Regions from separate parts of the Zea mays genome. Here region 2 is linked to region 1. A link is a contact called in public Hi-C data. All regions are on one chromosome and are shown on one strand. The core of a region is the stretch at or near the end of the contact, and the rest is flanking DNA. Distances in the headings are between cores, read along the strand shown. Region 1 has its middle 44 kb from the start of LOC100383867. Region 2 holds the start of LOC103653816 (cell division protein FtsZ homolog 1, chloroplastic).

What was found. A called contact is a pair of places that touch in the nucleus more often than the background predicts.
Region 2: a Hi-C map of leaf shows a contact between it and region 1, with 7 times the contacts expected there. The contact joins the promoter of LOC103653816 here to the enhancer-like site in region 1. A contact is called at or near these places in 9 of 25 Hi-C or Micro-C datasets (bundle sheath, ear, leaf and 2 more).

The regions. Positions count from the first base shown.
Region 1 is chr4:149,684,439-149,687,246 of Zm-B73-REFERENCE-NAM-5.0, forward strand. No RefSeq gene overlaps it. Among protein-coding and RNA genes, the nearest start is that of LOC100383867, 44 kb to the left of the region's middle. Within about 2 kb of position 1,478, at least 5 of the 20 cell types and tissues checked have an H3K27ac peak or open chromatin away from gene starts, as enhancers often do. A contact at or near this core is called in leaf and leaf mesophyll, where this site is marked.
Region 2 is chr4:149,754,568-149,757,267 of Zm-B73-REFERENCE-NAM-5.0, forward strand. It overlaps LOC103653816 (cell division protein FtsZ homolog 1, chloroplastic), which reads right to left and starts at 1,407. Exons shown (of 6, transcript XR_004857833.1): 1 at 633-1,407; 2 at 452-526; 3 at 283-370; 4 at 90-189.

The sequences.
Region 1 (2,808 bases), core at 228-2,727:
TCCACCTCACCACGGGTACAAAATTACCCTATATACCCACCACCCGCGTGGGAAACAGGTACCCATCACCCATATCCACTAACGTTTCAATAGACATACTCATTTTAACCACGACTTTAAAAACCAAATATAAAATATAGAAGCCCCAAACCTCATCAACAACAAAAGATGTAACAATAGTAAACTATCTTTGTGTGCAACACAAGTTTTTGGTATTTTATATGGAGGACTTCTATAATCTATACCCACATATCATATCTTAACGGGTATATATAGGACAAGAGAGAACATGTCCACACCCACCATTCTTATGGTTATAGAAAATGGCCTAATAAGAGCTCATGGATACCAAAATTCGCTATACACAGGCCCTAATATATGGGGTATTTACACATCGGCTATCAGATACCCATTGACATTTCTATTCCCTCTAATCTCTATGAGGAATGGGTATACCTAAACTAGTATTCCCCGGTATCCATATCTATAAATATTTGAAAACAACATGCACACATACACGCTATTTGTTATCATAGATGTTAATCACCAACCTTGAAATAACTTAACAAAAAATCATGAATGACTTAACAATTAATAAAAAATTATTAAGTTATTTTAGGATGAGTGATCATTACCTAGGATGATGAATAATGCTACCTTAGGTGATGATCAACTATCCTGAAATGACTTACAAAGATCATAAATAACTTAAATTTACAAGTCATTTTAGTGTGGGTGATTATCAACTAAGGTGATGAATATAACACATATATAATATATGTGTTATTAGGGGTGGAAACGAGCCGAGCTGAGCCGAGCTCGTCTCGGCTCGCCCATCTAGCAAGCTCTCTAAATTATAATATAAAATCTAAAAAAAATTTAAATAACATATTTTAAATTAGTAAAATAGATATATCACTAATATAATATATAAAATAGATTATTTTTTATAGTAATCTTAAATAACATAAATTAATTGTCTACTCGGTACTAATGTTATATGCTAATTAAGATTTTATGCAATAAATTATTGTTGGGTCGAGCCACGAGCCAGCTCGCAAGCTGCACCGAGTCGAGTTGGCTCGCTCTTTTCACGAGCCACAAAAACAGGCTCGGCTCGGGCTGCTGCGAGACCGAGCCAGCTCGTCGAGCTTTTTTTTCAGCCCTACATATATACACATATATAGAGAGATGTTAGAACCGAGCCGTCACAGTCGGTTCCCTGACGAGTGAAGACGACGCAGACCGTCGGCGAACGCTGGCCACGATCACCACGGCGTAGGATCACTGATTTGGAACGCAGTCACACACATCTAGAAAAATATCACACGAGAGAATTTGGCCTGCAGACTGATGGCTGCAGCTTTTCTGAGTTTATTCTCTAGTCAATAATGAACGAGATATATCCGGCTTATAGCCGTTTCCCCGTCGCACGAAGGCTCCACGTCTCTTGTAATTTCGGATCAGAAAGACGTGCACAACGCAAATACGACGTCACGACGGGGTAACCTACATGGCGGTCATGGAATGGTCTGTGCGCGTTCCAGCCACCCATGAAACTACGCCAAACAAACTGAACGCGTGAATACTGGTTCCAACAAGATTACATGGTGCTCAGCACTTTATTTGTCTAACAAGAGATAGATAGATTATGTACCTTGGATGCAGCCATTTATAACGTAGGGGTTGCCAAGAGCGTAACTGGGACAGAAGCAATTGTAGCCTCCACCAGATGGTAGGACATAACTGTCCTGATTCATCTTGCCACTTTCACAGCTTGGTTGGTCTGTGATGACCATCTCAAGCCACGAACCTCCAACATTGCTTGAGTTTACCCAACTTGAGTAGAGATCGTCTGTATAGTAACCGTATCGATTCGATACAATAACCTTGACATCAGGGTGTTGTTTTGCTACTGCGACGTCATGACGAACAACTTTGACGCCATACGCTCGTAGTTTCAGGTCCGACGCCAACATGATCTTGCAGCAGCCATCGTTCGTCCCTGACAGTGTCCCTCCACAGTAGAACTTCCCTTGATCTCTTTTTCGTCTCTGCAGCAAGTGCTTGTGCAAGCACCGATGAGATGGCCTGTACTATGGCTGAACAGGTAGACGTCGACATCCGCAGCCCACAACGCGCAGGTCGTTCCCTGCTCCATCCAGCATGACGCCCTTGGCAGGGGCCTCCCATGTCCTGTGGTAGGTGTTCACCCCTGGGCTCTTGGTGATGTGGAAACCAATTGTAGAAACATAAACATAGTTATAGCCGTCGACGATGGAAGGAATTGATCTGAGTGCTGGTACTGTTTGCAAAAAAGAGGCCAGGAGGATGCGTTGTGTGGTTGCAGGTGAGCTCGAAGCCTTGCTTGAAGCAGCCTGGTCCTACGCCGAAGGGGCAGGAGATTTTGATGTCCCCACAGCGTGAGGGGCAGTGTGACAGGGAAGCACTAGAAGGAATAGTATGGAGGGGCTGCTGCCTGCTAGAGGTTCAGCCAAGAATTAGAGCATACACATTTTTTTTGGAAATGGAAATATCGTTCCGGCCTTTTGCATTTTCATGCATACAGCCATACAACTCAAATAATACATCATCCCAACAATTTGTGAATCAAACAAACTTCAACTTAAAATATGGTATGGAATATAAGATCACAAACACTAAACCGCGTCAATCCTTGTATTAGACCGTCACCCGTGGCTCGCGAAGACCTCCATGGCCACCACCTCCAAAGACTGACACACGACAAGGATTTGTTGTTGTGTTTCTTCCTTCTGTAGGAGTCTCCAAAATCTAAACCAATGTATA
Region 2 (2,700 bases), core at 157-2,656, 70 kb after region 1:
TTATCGCAAATGAGAAGAAGACTGACATTTACATGACAGTGTTTCTTTTACACACAACGAGCATGAATAAAGGGAGCATATAACATTACCTAAGTCGTGGGTCAACTGCTCTCCAATTTGCAGAGGATATTGCGCTTGTGAATTAATAAGGGCTTGGGAATCGGTGTTTATAGCATAAAATTCGATGCCCTGAAATTGTATAGTTCAATTATCAGGACTTAGGACACAATGAAGAACATACAATAATTAACATTTAACACAGTTAAATCATTTGCACCCTACCATCCAGAGTCCAGTAGATATTTGGTACAAGTAGTAGTAGACAGTGAGAGACTGGAGCATCCCAACAGACCCATCGCCAAGCCCTCTCCTGGATCGCTCAAGGCTAGCAAAGATTCAGAAGCGTCTCAACCTTCACAAAGTGGGGAACGAATCTGGCAAATGAACCAACCTGGGAGGCAGCGGTGCCGATGAGAGAAGGCATAAGCCCGCCATACAGGCGCTCCCACCCCTAGTTCTTCACAACCTACCACAGCAGAGGAAAATTCAGGAAGGGCGGGCAGCATTAGACCCAGATCAGGCTAGATCACTCAAAAATCAGGGAGGGGGACGGGGAGGGGAAGGAGGCGGACCAGATACAACTGGTGAGCGGCGCCGTCCTTGAACGCCGGTTTGGAGGGGTTGCACCTCGGCTCCGCGGAGCCACTCCCGTTCGTCCGCGTGCGTCGACATCTCGGCGGGATCGGGGAGGTCGACGAGGTGGGACTCGAACCCCGGGAAGGTCGACGAGGTGGGACTCGAACCCCGTCCAGAGCGGGTCCGTGCCGCAGAATGCCACCAGCGCCGCCACCAGCAGCGCTGCGGCCACTACAACCAGCGACGCCATCCGCTAGCCCGCTACCTCGTCTCTCGCCCGCAGCTCACCCACTCGCCTCCGTCTGCCGTCACCTCGCTCTCACGGGGTTTCGCTTGGATTTCTCTACACACTCCACCCACGCCCGCACTCCTTCCATACAGGCCAGACTCAACATTGGGGACGCGAGGGAGCCGCTGCGGGCATATGCGTCAAGGAGACGTTGGGCGAGGACGGCGGTGGTGGATCCGCAGGAGGAAGAGGTGGTTGAATACGGGGGAGGGGGCACAGCGAGGAGGAATGACCGGATGAGGCTGGCCGTCGAAGGAAGGAGCGACATGGAAGGAAGGAGGAATCGAGGATGGAAAGGAGCGCTTTCGAAGGAAGGAGTGCGACGAAACCGCGGTCGAGCGGCGGCGGTGGGGAGGAGGGTGGAGGGATCCACGTGGGGGAGGAGCGCGTTGATTGCGGCGGCGGTGGGAAGGAGGGTGGGGATCCGGGCGTTGATGGCGGGGAACCAGGCAGAACCTTGCACCAGTGGACGCCTACGGTAGAGACTTAAGGAGTAGTAGAGATGGATGGTCTGAACCAGAATCATTGTCGTTCTCATGAATTTTGTATCGACTAGTAATAGTACACTGATTCGCTAGTTTTACTATTAGTTCAAGGCTTGGATTAATAAGTTATATTAGTTGCGTCAGTTCTCTGGACGATAGTAACCGTGCGTTGTGGTTGTATTAATTGTTTATTAAAATGCTTCATCGTATATAGTGTATTGGTTTATATATATCTATATATATATATATATATATATATATATATATATATATATATATATATACATATGAGATGTGTAGGTGATGAGTAGGATAGGTTTAGTGTTCTAATTAATTAAATGATAAGCTGTGTTTAGGCTAATTATATTAAATATGTATCGTTTATTGTTTCATGATGTTTGCGTTAGATTCAGTTAATCTAGAGAAATGCAATTATTGCGCTTAGTCGTCTGTCGATAACTAGTGTTTTTGTATAAAATGGTATGATGCTTCATCACTAGGTGTTTAATTTGCTATCGCGTAGCACTATTTAGGTTTGTGATATTCATGTCTATATACATTCATGTGCATAATGCATGTCATTTAGGTACGTGAATTAACCGCGTGATACGGAGAACCAAAGCTGAGTCAACCACAAGATGTCGCTGCGCATGAGCTTCTCCACAAGGTGATGCTGATGGACGAACATGAAGATGGACAGACGAAGCAAATATCGGAACAAAGGTTGATCGTCAAGTGATCGACGTCTAACAAACACTAACCTAGTGTTTCTTCCAGGCAAGCCCCGGCGCATTTGCCCCTTCCTTGTGTTTTAAATGCTTTTTCACCTTATCTGATGCATTAGGTGATAGGAGTTGTGTGATAAACAATTGATGCATTACCATTCCTTGGAAACTCCTTAATCCCGGTTTTATAAAAAGAACTGATAATGCTTAGCCCTGCTTAGAAACTGAAAAATCATTTGTTTTCAAAAAGAATGATTGTGGAACATTGGTTATGGGCCTTTCGTTTCAAAAATCAAAGCAAACTTATGGTGATGATTCCACTTTGGTCGTAATGGGTTCATCATTCGGAAAAGAGTACCCCTGTCGGGTACCAAAAATGGGAAAATGGTTTGAATACATCTAGACCAGACGCTGAGCGAACATGGTCGCCCGTCTGTGTCGATTAAGGACCGTTCGATGTAGGCCTGTTGTGGTGGAGACTTTGCAACTATCCACATGCTCCGGTAAGCCTGAACCCGGCTATTCCATACGTGAAAAGACAACCGCGCACTGGGCGTGGGAGATG